2 separate regions of the Danio rerio genome follow, and region 1 is linked to region 2. A link is a contact called in public Hi-C data. All regions are on one chromosome and are shown on one strand. Each heading gives the region's core, a stretch centred on a gene start, on an enhancer-like site or on the middle of the called end of the contact. The rest is flanking DNA. Distances are from core to core; before and after follow the strand shown. Region 1 holds the start of zc3h3 (zinc finger CCCH-type containing 3). Region 2 holds the start of usp1 (ubiquitin specific peptidase 1).

Region 1 (5,897 bases), core at 593-3,092, 430 kb before region 2:
CTTAAACATTAACTTATTATTTAACATATAGCTATTAATATTAATAGTTATTCTATGATTAACCTTTATAAGAACATTCAGATTAAATCTTTCATTTTTTGACTTTGTATGATCATACCAGCCTAGTTTTGGTTTTGTCTTAGCATCTAGGCAAAGTATTACAAAAAGTTCACCCCCTCAAAATATGCTGTCATTATTAACTTAACCTCACTATTTGATTCATTCATCTACTTAACAAAGTAATCAAACAGTCTTAGAACCACAATTGATTTTGGGGTTAATTATTAGTTTGAGTCACTCTAACAAAGAGTCAATACTCACAGTAGATATGAGAACCATTTTACCATCTTGCATGTCCTTTATATCCATAACCATGCCATGGTGAGGATTATTGTCAAAGAAATAGATTACTCTGTCTCCAACATCAAGAGGCTCACTTGATGTCATGGACAAGAGAGGTGGAGTTGATAGGGGTGGTGCTGAAGGCTTATGATCTATTGGTGTGATTCTTGTAAAAGGTGCAAATATTCCTGAGTTTTTGGAACATTTAAAGTATGTTTTGCCATAGTAGGAGCCATCATTTTGCCCCTTTCCTTTGTCGCCACCCTAAAAAAACAGAAGAGAAAAGAGCATTTCATTAAAACAAAAACTTTTTTTTTTTTTGCATTGCTACGAATTGTTCTCTATTCAACATTACAGAGACACACTTTCTCTTACACGAACAACTCACCTGTAGTTCCACCCCAAAGAATGTTCCTGCTAAAGGATTAATGCTGTAATCCGTAATACTGCCAATGTATCGAATTATACCTTTGAGTTGTTTCCCATTGTATTCCACATAAACCTGATCGTCTGTAGTCAGATTTGAGGCCTCCTGTAAAACCTTTTTATCTTTCAGTGCCAAAAGTCGGTCTTCATTAGGTTCAAGAGCCAGCAGTAATTCTGCTTCCCTGATGCTCAATGGCATCAGAAGAACTTTATCAAGGTCGGTTTCAAGTAAGCTACCCATACGAACTACAGGTAAAGTGTCTGTAGCCTTTCTTTTTAGCCTGGACTCATACTGTTGTTTATCTATGTAGCATATTTCACCAGCATCAATGAAGCTATTTGGTGAAGGAGGCTTCGCAGTGATAATGAAGTATATCTTCTTGTTGGCTGCGGCCATTTCTCAAAAGTGTCACTTGGAAAACTGAAGTATAACAAGCTTTCAGGTTGACAGCAGTGTTTCCAGCGTGGGCAAAATGTTCATTTATTTGCTCATTTCCTCTGAGCAATGCATGTTACTCTTGTCATTCAAATAATTCCAAAAAAACTAAGCGATTCATACAACTGCATTATTAGATGTAGGTGATAGTTTCTAGACACCCTGTAAAAATAGAAACAGTCAATCGTTAGTTTGCTACAAACTTCAAAAAAACTTTTTAATAATAAATAAGCACTTCAAAGTGACAATATAAAATAATAATTTAATTTTAAAATTACATTTCAATTTTATATTTAAACTTCACAAACATTTGAAGAGTTTATGCTCATTACTTACCGATGTCAATACTTTCGATTTCTGTTAAAAAAGTAAACTCAGCAGAACTCTAGCAGAACTATTCGTCTTTCTCTACATACGTTGTGTACTACGATTAAACGTTTACTAGAATTTAAAGAGATTGTCAGAAGTATATAATGGTGTTCTAAATAAAACTACCCCTGACATTCTGTGCTGTCGATGTTTTGTAAAGATAGGGGAAGTGTTTTTGAGCAAAACCAAAAGTAAAGAGTCATGTTGAGAGCCGTGTTGTGATTGGATGTTGGTTGTATACGTCATCACAGCCGGCGTCGCGGTTTTTATGACGGTCGTGTTTTGGTGTGAAGATGGCTGAACGTGAAGCGCTTAAGAGAGAAATAGAGGAGCTGCAAAGTAAGAGTGATTTCGTCATTTAATATGTTGAATTTATATCGTAATTCGACAATTGTTTTAGCCTTTTTCGAACCCTCTGCTGGTTTTTAGTTAACGTTACTCTTACCTTTTGAATTAACTGTTCAGTTACAACGTGGCTGACTTAACGGTTATTCCCTGAAGCTAAGATAACACTGCCCACAGTAACACCTTTCAATGTGGTTATGTGTTTGTAGTCTCTGTAATACATGTAATATCATGTATTTACGTTATTAGTAAAACTGTTGTTATACATAACGTCATCAGGTCAATAAACCAAGAAACTTGGTCACTTAAGTTAGAACTTTAATAAACAAGATATTTTTTTAAAGGTTACATTAACAAGACCCTATGCTAGAATGTCAATGAAAGTGATAGAATTGTATGGGTGTTTCTGCTTAATAATTTTTTATTAACTTAGTTTAAGATTATGCTGTTGTTTGTTTTCCTGACATGCTGTCACATGTGTTTTCTTGGAAGCTAATGAATGTGTAACTCATATTAAGTGATTTTGACTATTGTGTAACTTTTAAACCATGATTGTGTACATTGTCTGTGACATTATGACGGATAGACATGTTTAATGGCATAATGACCAGCAATTATGTATTTAAGTTCAGATTTTCGCACTGGATTTTTAGGGGATAAAGTAAAACTTAAATAAAACAAATACAAAAGGGTAAATAGCGAGTAATTAGTTAAAATGATAAAACAACACCATGGAAAAATATATATTTATATTTAGGTCAATAAATAAATTGGTATAATAACAAATAAATATAGGAATAAAAACCCATTATGCAATAATTATATAAAATAATACAAAATATGATTGCATACAGTTGATTGGTTCAAAATGATAATCAAAAGTTGATTATCAAAAATGATTAGAAGATTTAAACGAATACAAATTTATGTAATGATTTACCAAAAATTGTTCTCACAAGAGAGGATTTTAACAGGTTTCTTTGTAGAAATCCAATTTAAGGAAAATATTGTACATTACAGAATCTCAGAAAATCAAAAATCTAATGTGAATTATTCCATCTTATTAACTTTTTTACATAATCTGCTGTAATTTCACACACTTCCTCATGACTTTTGCAGACCTCATTAATGACTATAAAAGTACCCATGGTGACGTTCCATCAAGCGCTGGCCAATGGGGTCATCCCAGACGTGGTTTAAGGAGTGGCCAGGGCCAAGGTCGAGGTCATGCCGCACACTACACACAATCATATTCATCATTGCCACATATGGCTCATTCTTCTGGCAGCTGGAGGAAAACATACTCGCTTAACAACAAGACCAACAGGGCATCTGGGAGTCATGTATTCCATTCAGCTGTAAGCCATCCTTCTCTCCACATTAGCACATCTGGAGCAACTGCCACTGGGAGTAATGATGGACTTATTGGGAGCAACAGTGTTTCATTTAAAAAGCAGCAACCTAAACAAACCAAGGAAAAACCTGTACCATCTTCACACGGTGTTCAGTGTGACACTTCAAAAGAGAAGAAAAGTGAAGAGAGCACAAAAACGACAATGCTTTTGTCTGCAACAGAAAAAGTTCATCATGGCTGTTCCTCTACCAATGAAACAACTGACTCGACTTCATCATCGGGGTCTGAAAGAAAGATAAAACCCACTTTAAAATCATCAGCAGTGAACAATCCCTCTATTCCTTCAACTGTCAAAGCTGCAGCTCAGCTTCAAGTCAAACCACACCTCCCCCCTTCATCCTCATCCAATAGGACTGTTGTAATCCCATCTGCCAAAAAAGATTCTACTACGGCTTCTTCTGCCTCTAACCTTCAGTCTCAGGCTACAGTGAGTCCAGCAAAGCCCCAGGTAAAGCTAGACTCAACTCAGACACATGCAGCCTCACCATGCCATAAGAGATCTCAGTTTACTTGGGTAAAAAGCCAAGAAACGGTAAACATAAACAGCACACCTAAGCCACTAACCTCAGGATCTTCTCCTGGGATGATTTTCACCAGACGAGCCTCCAGCTCTAGTAAGAGGGTGTCTCGCAAGCCTAATAATTCCCCCGGAGCTCCTAAGACCTCAAAGTACACTTGGGTGTCTTCATCTTGCTCTTTGTCAACAGCTGGGAAAGCAAACCCTTCAGTGAAATTGCCACGCAAACCGCTTTCGCCAAAATCTCTTAAAGCCCCTGTAAGAACTTTTCAAGGTGGAATGGAGGGAATCAAGAAAGAAAAGAAGTATACCACAGTGACTGTGACGCCTTTAAAAAAGTCTAGAGCTGGTGCTGTCACTACATCCCATGCTAGTCATACCAGTCGCTATCGCTGGAAGGCGGCTGGACAAAATGCTAATGCAAGTACATCTAGTTCAGCTTCAAGGACGACCCATAAGAGCACTGTGTATCGGTGGACTGCTAACAACAATGGCCAAAAGGGGGAAAAGGGATCTACCTTGTCTCCTAATATCCCTGCTACAGCCGCATTGTCAGTTGGCGCCTTTAAGCTGAGGAGTCGAACCAAGATCATCAGACGATCTCCTAGCAAGTGAGTGTTTTGCTTCGGTAAAATTGTAGAATGTACCACAAAAGCAGAAAATATGTGAAGTATTTTTTTTGGGATGCACAAATATTAAAACTTAATGGCCAGCTCAATATAATAAACAATTGTTTTAATTCCATTTTCTGATAAATGCCACTTGTTTGTCTGAATAAATGAATAAGCGCACTTAAACTTAGTTGTGTTAAATGCTACAGATGGATTATTGAGATTAGCAATTGTATTTATGTAAAAACAAAACAACACAGAGTACTTATTCTTGCACATTTTTAACAAGTAATTTAACAGACATTTTCATCTAAAGCAACTTGTATGTATTTATTCTTGTGCAAAATATGAAAGAATAAGTGATCATACTCTTATTTTAAATTATTAAATTATAGGGGGACATGGTGGCTTAGTGATTAGCACTGTGGCCTCATAAAAAGAAGATCACTGGTTCTTGTCTTGGCTGGGCCAGTTGGCATTTTTGTGTTGAGTTTGCATGTTCTCCCAATGATGCCGTGGGTTTCCTCAGGGTGCTCTGGTTTCCCCCACAGTTCAAAGAAATGTGCTATTGATGAATTGAATAAACTAAATTTGCCGTAGTAGTGTATGTGTGTGAATGTATATGGGTAGTTTCCCAGTACTGGGTTGCAGCTGGAAGGGCATCCGCTGTGTAAAACATATGCTGCATTAGTTGGCGGTTCATTCTGCTGTGGTGACCCCTGATGAATAAAGGGACTAGGCTGAAGGAAAATTAATGAATGAATGAATGACTAAATCAGGATAACAAATGGGTAAAACCCCAGTGCTTTGAAGGAGAGCGAGTATATAGTTTTAAATGTACAATTAATTAGTATTTTGGTTATTTTATAAATTATGTTCTAAATATTTGTATTAAAATTGTAACTGCATTGTATTTTGTTCTTAATTATTACCTCTGAAGACTGTTTCCAGTGGGTTTCTGTAAATCATAGTAAAGATGCATGATTTTAGTCATATTTTTTTTCTCAGAAGATATACAGATTCAAAATACAGATTCAAATAAATGAAATCAATGCAAATGGTAATTATACATATAAATCTTTAGAGTTTGATCATTTTAAATTGTAGAGTAATTGCTAGTAGTCTCAAATGTCTGTTAGTGGCTTTAAAATTTTCCTAAACTGTCCTCTAGATGGCAGCACATTGTAACTTAATGCTTTGTTCCCTGTTTACATTCAGTTGAGCTGATAATCTTTTTAACTGACAAGGAACCAAACAAACAAGCACACACAAAACTATTTCTTATTTATTAACACGTTTTATTCATTTTTTTTATTTAATGCATTTTTTTCTTGAAACAGTCCCTGCTTAGAGAGAAGACACAGTCCCAATGTGCAGACTTTAAAGAGTCGGTATTCCTTGTGGAGGAGGACACACACTCAGGTGAAGAGTCCAACC
Region 2 (6,091 bases), core at 1,277-3,776:
GTCCCTTTATTAATCTAGGGTCATTACAGTGTAATGAACCAACTTCTATGGTAAACATACACTCTCATTCACACACATACACTACGGCCAATTTAGTTTATTTAATTAACCTGTACCACATGTCTTTGGACTGTGGCGAAAATCAGAGCACTGAGTAGAAACCCACGCAAACACAGGGAAAACATGCAAACTCCACATAGAAATGCCAACTGACGCAGACAAGGCTCGAACCAGTGACCTTCTTGCTGTGAGGTTGACATCCTACCCACTGCACCACCGTGACACCCATTATAATAAAATAAATCTTAATCTTCTGAATGTAGTTTTTTTTGCACTACTATTTATTTATCATCGTACATTTACATACATCTTGTGTAGATCTCTCTTTCTACCTCAAAACTGTTTACTTCACCTCACCCAACCCCCCTCACATCCCCTATTTTGCACCATTGTTTATAGTCTTGTTATTTGTACTGTAACTTGTTGTTTAGTGTGATTTGTATTAAAAGGATATATTTACATGTTTGCACAAGTGAGATGCACTTAATCTCATCACACATGTATATAATGTACATTGTATACAGAGTACAGTGACAATAAAAGGCATTCTATTCTATTCTAGTTAATGAATAAAGAACATTCATCTCAGTCAAACGTTTTCTGAACTGTTACTTTGTAACAGTTGTGCTGAAATGGAGATTTATATTTTTTTCTAAGAGAATCATCAGAATCCACTAATTTAGTATTTGTGCATTATATAGCATTATGATAAAATATTCAAATCATAATGATAAAAAATATAGCAAGAAAAGGCACAAAATTGCAAAAACAAGGGCAAAACAAGGGCCAACTCTCTTCAGCCTAAAATATTTTCATATAAACATTAAAAGCATGATTAACATTTGCCTGAATGCATGCCAGTGTATTTACTGATTTATAGCTGTTTTGAAAACCGTAGCCTCAGTCTTCCATACAAAAAGTTACATTTTTTTGTCTTCCTCACATTTTTCTGACAAGGGAGTTCTAGAGATGCAACCCATCAGCAGATGCTAAAATGTGATTTCAAAGGGTTTGAGATCAGCCTCTTCAAGCACATCTGCAGATTAGTTGTCTCTTGAGTAATATACAGTACGTGGGTAGGTGAACTGACAGCTGTGTTTTTCTGTGCAATGCTATTCTCCATAAAACGCTATTGCACATAGCATTTCTTTTAGTCAGCCTAAATAAGTCAAAAATTAAAGCATCTATAAATATACCTACCTTTCCATGGAATTAATGGTAATTAGTTAATGGTAATTAATGAAAAAAATATGTGAGTGTTAGTACAGAAAAAAAAAGAAAATATAATTGTGAAATGTTAATCGCAAGTCCTGGTTAGCATTGCTGGTTCAGTATTGCTCTAGATGTCCATCTGCTGGTAAAAGGTAGGAAATGCTTTTTGCATCTTAGACTGTAAAAGCATGCATTCCGTTTTACTCGTGTTTAAATTTCCCAAACTATTCCCTAATAACAACACTAATAATTCACTAATGCATTCTTCTAAACCCTTTACTTCCCCACCAAGAAAATAAATGTTTGGATTGATTTCTTAACTCCTAATGCCACTAGTCACTCGATGCATTTTTTCAGCACATCCCATAATTTCTAAAATATCAACGTCTACCAAATGGTAGATGTGTCGGTTTATGGTAAAAGTACCGGAATGAATACATATCTTATACAATAAATTTTTTTTTTTCAAATTTGTCATGTTAAAAAAACCTTAAAAAAACAACAACAAAAAAACACATTTTTGAATACTAAATCATGTTTACTTTTTAAGTATGCTGTAAAATATTTTACATTCTTATTTTACACGTTTTGTTTTTACAATAAAACCAAAATCAAGTGTAGTAATGCAACAGGATTATGTTTGCTTGTTTTTTGTGAACCAACAATGCTGTGTGTAAACATTATTTAAAACAGTCATTCATTCAATTACTTTAACAACAGTCATTATTAAAAACGGTCAACCATTTGGTAGAGCAGTCAGTCAAAGCGTTAATACCATTACTCTTGTTTTCAAGAGAAATTTCAAGAGATATTTTATGACACGGAGTAAATGTTTTCCAAAAATGCGATTTAAAATATCAATATTTGATCAAAATAACACATTGATAAAGACGTTTCTACCGAAAATTGTACAATCGGTGCGGCTTCCTGCGATGGACCCTATTTACGCTGATCCAAATTCAGCCACATGTTCACAAACCCCAGTCAGAATAACCCACAATGCTGATCTCAGATCGGTTAAAAACGGCACACAAGACGATAGGTAGCCCAACATTTTGCCAGGAAAAGTATTTAGATGTTTAATAATGGTTTCGAAAAACTAATGATATATATTTTATTCAGAATACTAATTTAGTAACAAATTGCGCGTCTCACCTTCTTTAATGTCGGAATATTTAAGCGACCGTCTCTTTTTGTTCAGGCACTAGACGCAACTCCTTGTCGTGGAAAAAGCGCCAAGTTCTACAGCAAACGCGCTTGTCAAGTTGTTTATATTTAACGCGAAACCGCGTACTTTTAGAGTGTACTCCGCAAAAATGTAACCCTTGCATAAGAAGTCTTATAAGGTAATATCATTTTAAACGTAGTTTTGTTTCGTATTACGTAACTCTGAAGTACTCCTGCAGAAATGAACCTGCATGTTGTGTGGGCTGGGCGGCTAACGTTACTCGGTTAGCAACACTGCTATACGTGTGTTCACTCTAATGAATTAATAATGATAAAACGAAACGCGACCCCGTGAATATTAACCTATAATCAATCATATGTGTGAAACATTGAATGTGAAAGTCATGTTACTTGTAGAAAGTGCTTGTTTTGTTTTCGAGAGCACATCCGACTTCAAGGCTTTCACGCGGTTTGTGGCTGATGTTGAAGACTCTGGCTGAACTTGTTCCGTTTTGACGTTTAACGTTACTTGTTTCTTTTACATTTTGATCAGTAAAAGGTTAAAATGCCCGGGCTGCACAGTGATAGTGGAGTTGTGACTGCAGCTGGCAGTCCTGTGAAGAAAAGCAAACTCTCATTGAAGTTCTTTCAGAAGAAGGAAACCAAACGCGCTCTGGACTTCTCAGAGGCCCCGCCAGAAGACAACAGTAACGTTACCGCTGAGCCGCAAGAGACTATTTGGTATGGCATGTTTTCATGGAGCAATCAGTTACGTTGATGAAATTAAATTTTTCCTAAACTTATGCTTCATTATTTCCCCCTATAAGTCATGACCAGGTTGTGCCATTGCCCTGCCCTTCGTCTCCTCTTACCTGCGAGAAGCGCGAGAGCCTGGTCCCCTTCGTTGGGTTTAATAATTTGGGGAACACCTGCTACTTGAATAGCATCCTTCAGGTATGCGCTGTTCATCGTATCTTCACTTCAATTATTAATTGTCACAATTTCTTAGCCAGGACAACACAGGTGAATTGAATAAAGTATTATCGTTATTAAAAAAAAATCTAACTCTAAACGTAATTCCCACTGTTGATGAGTTGCAATACACTAAGAGAGCTATTTTTATTACATAATTTTTTTAATATACAAATTATGTAATATATAATTTAAACATGGTATAATTTATGAATATTAAAAAAAAACATTTTTAACAGATTGAGGATAAAAAAATTCACTATAATTTTGGTTCTGTTTGAAACTTGTTTTAAGGTCTTATCTAAGATCATAACTTTAACCAAATAGATGTATCTCAACTATTAAATTTTATTGAGTGATTATAAATGATTAAATTAAATGATAAACTTTTTGAACAGTTATTTTATATTGCAATAACATTTTACTATTTGTACTGTTTTTTTATTAAATAAATGCAGCCTTGGTAAGCAGGACAAGCTTATTTAAAAACATTTTAAAATCGTACTGACCTCAAACTTTTGACCGGTTGTGTGTGTGTGTATACACATATTCAGGAAATTACCATTTTTAATCCCATTAAAATGAATGTAATTTAATGAAATTGTGAAAAAATAAACTTTAAAGCTTTTTAAGATATGTATTGATATCTGAAAATAGTGTAAATAAAGTGTAATAAAATAAAATTAATTTTGGTTGGTTTTTTTTCACTGAAAGCTGCTGCAAAATACAGATATTAAAAAAAGTGACATCTGTGGGGTAAAAAAAAGATGTAGATTGTTGTGTCTTGCTGTAATATCTGCATTTTGTTAGTTGTTTGGATCTAATTAATTAATGACCTTTTCTAATTGCAGGTTTTATATTACTGTCCTGGTTTTAAAGAAGCCATCAAGTCCTTGTGTCATGTGGCTAAACTGAAAGACAAACCGCAAGAAGAGGGTGCCAACAATGAGGTTGGTCTTTAGTTTCATAAAATCTCCTGAGACATTTGCATTACGTGTGTATAAAATAAAAGAATATTAGTATCAGTAGTCTTAAAAAAAGTAAATACAGAAATTTAAAATATGTTCCATTAAAAGCGGCTGCTAATTATGTCACAAAATATGCAGAACAGCTAATAATTGCGTTAAACACTGAATGATATTTTGTTATCAGGGGGACTCTGGTGAGAACACCCTACCTGTTCCCATGGAGCTGTTGGGCAGTTTCCACAGCCTCATTTCCTCTGTGGAGCAGCTGCAGTCCAGCTTCCTGCTTAACCCAGAAAAATACAATGATGGAGAGCTAGCCACACCACCACGTAAACTGCTTAATGCGCTCAGGTACTGATGTGGGCCAAAATATCAGTCATCGGCAAAAAAACTTTGGATATATATATATGCTATTGAACTAACTTTCGATTTGATTTTTCCTCTGCAGGCAGCTCAACCCAATGTATGAGGGTTACTTGCAGCATGACGCACAGGAGGTCCTGCAGTGCATTCTTGCGAACATTCAGGAGGCCTGTGACACTATCAAAAAAGAGCAAACAGACAACCAGGACACCACAATGATCAATGGAACCGAGTCTGTCCAGGATGGTGACGGGAGCTCTGACAGCCAGCTGAGTGGAAAGAGAAAGAGTGACACAGAAGCAGGCAATGCTAAGAAGAAGCCAAAATCTCAAAGCAAGTCTAAGAAAAATGAAGAAAACGTGCCTATGACCCGCTCGAAACGCAAGTCCTCCAGTGAAATAAGCACAGAGAATTCAGCTACTGAGCAGAGGAATGGCACAGAAGAGCAAGAGAAGGATAGCACCACAGAAGAAGAGAAGAATGACAGTCCACCTAAAGATACAGGCAAGAGGACTAGGAGAGGGAAGCTGGGCTGGTTGAGGCCATCAGGGAAGCAGCCTAGCATCTTCTCCAAGTTTCGCAGCATGGGACGAATTACTTCACATGTAGGAGCAAAAGGAGAGACCAAGGAGAAGTCAGATTGTAGTTCTCAGGAGAAACAGGACAAGGACAACTCTGAGAATGAAAACAAAACTCATGAAGTTAAACAGGATCTGGGAAAGAATGAAGGTAAATGTTGTAGCATTTTCTGATTAAATCCCATGTCCTAATCAGATCCTACAATTAATAGAGGAGTAATTTTTAATTGGTTTATTTAAATGAATTTTAATTAGCATATTATCTGAAAACAAAAACATTAACATTTTGTTTCTTGTGTAATTAGAGCAATCAGGCCTGGATGTGCTGAAGTGGATGTTTCAGGGTCAGCTGGTGTTGCGGACACGTTGTCTGGAATGTGAGTGTTTCACAGAGAGAAGAGAGGATTTTCAAGACATCAGTGTGCCTGTGCAAGAAGACGAAACCCTCTCTTCTGACTCTAGTTCTGAGAGTGAGTACATTTAAATCTCTTTGTGTTTGCTTTTTTATGCTAGTTAGAACATTTCAGATGCTCATCATGACTACATTTCCTTCTACAGTTTCTCCAGATCCCAAGACCGAGCTGAAAACTCTAAAGTGGGCCATATCTCAGTTTGCATCTGTTGAGCGTATTGTGGGCCAAGATAAATATTTCTGTGAGACCTGTCATCACTACACAGAAGCTGAGAGAAGTCTTCTGTTTGACAAAACGCCAGAAGTCATCACAATCCATCTGAAGTGCTTTGCTGCCAATGGCTCAGAGTATGTATCCT

Evidence for each region. A called contact is a pair of places that touch in the nucleus more often than the background predicts.
Region 1: a contact with region 2 is called in a Hi-C map of hematopoietic stem cells, with 3 times the contacts expected there. The contact joins the promoter of zc3h3 here to the promoter of usp1 in region 2. A contact is called at or near these places in 1 of 18 Hi-C or Micro-C datasets (hematopoietic stem cells) and 1 of 4 datasets of contacts at active chromatin or transcription factors (embryo).

The regions. Positions count from the first base shown.
Region 1 is chr6:35,351,458-35,357,354 of GRCz12tu, reverse strand. zc3h3 (zinc finger CCCH-type containing 3) reads left to right here and starts at 1,842. Exons shown (of 12, transcript XM_684588.6): 1 at 1,842-1,912; 2 at 3,038-4,460; 3 at 5,801-5,897. The coding sequence starts at 1,867. cyldl (cylindromatosis (turban tumor syndrome), like) reads right to left here and starts at 1,744. Exons shown (of 15, transcript XM_003198803.5): 1 at 1,541-1,744; 2 at 731-1,366; 3 at 322-606. The coding sequence starts at 1,165.
Region 2 is chr6:34,925,632-34,931,722 of GRCz12tu, reverse strand. It overlaps usp1 (ubiquitin specific peptidase 1), which reads left to right and starts at 2,526. Exons shown (of 9, transcript NM_199579.1): 1 at 2,526-2,618; 2 at 2,993-3,180; 3 at 3,267-3,393; 4 at 4,263-4,361; 5 at 4,564-4,730; 6 at 4,828-5,471; 7 at 5,626-5,790; 8 at 5,879-6,080. The coding sequence starts at 3,005.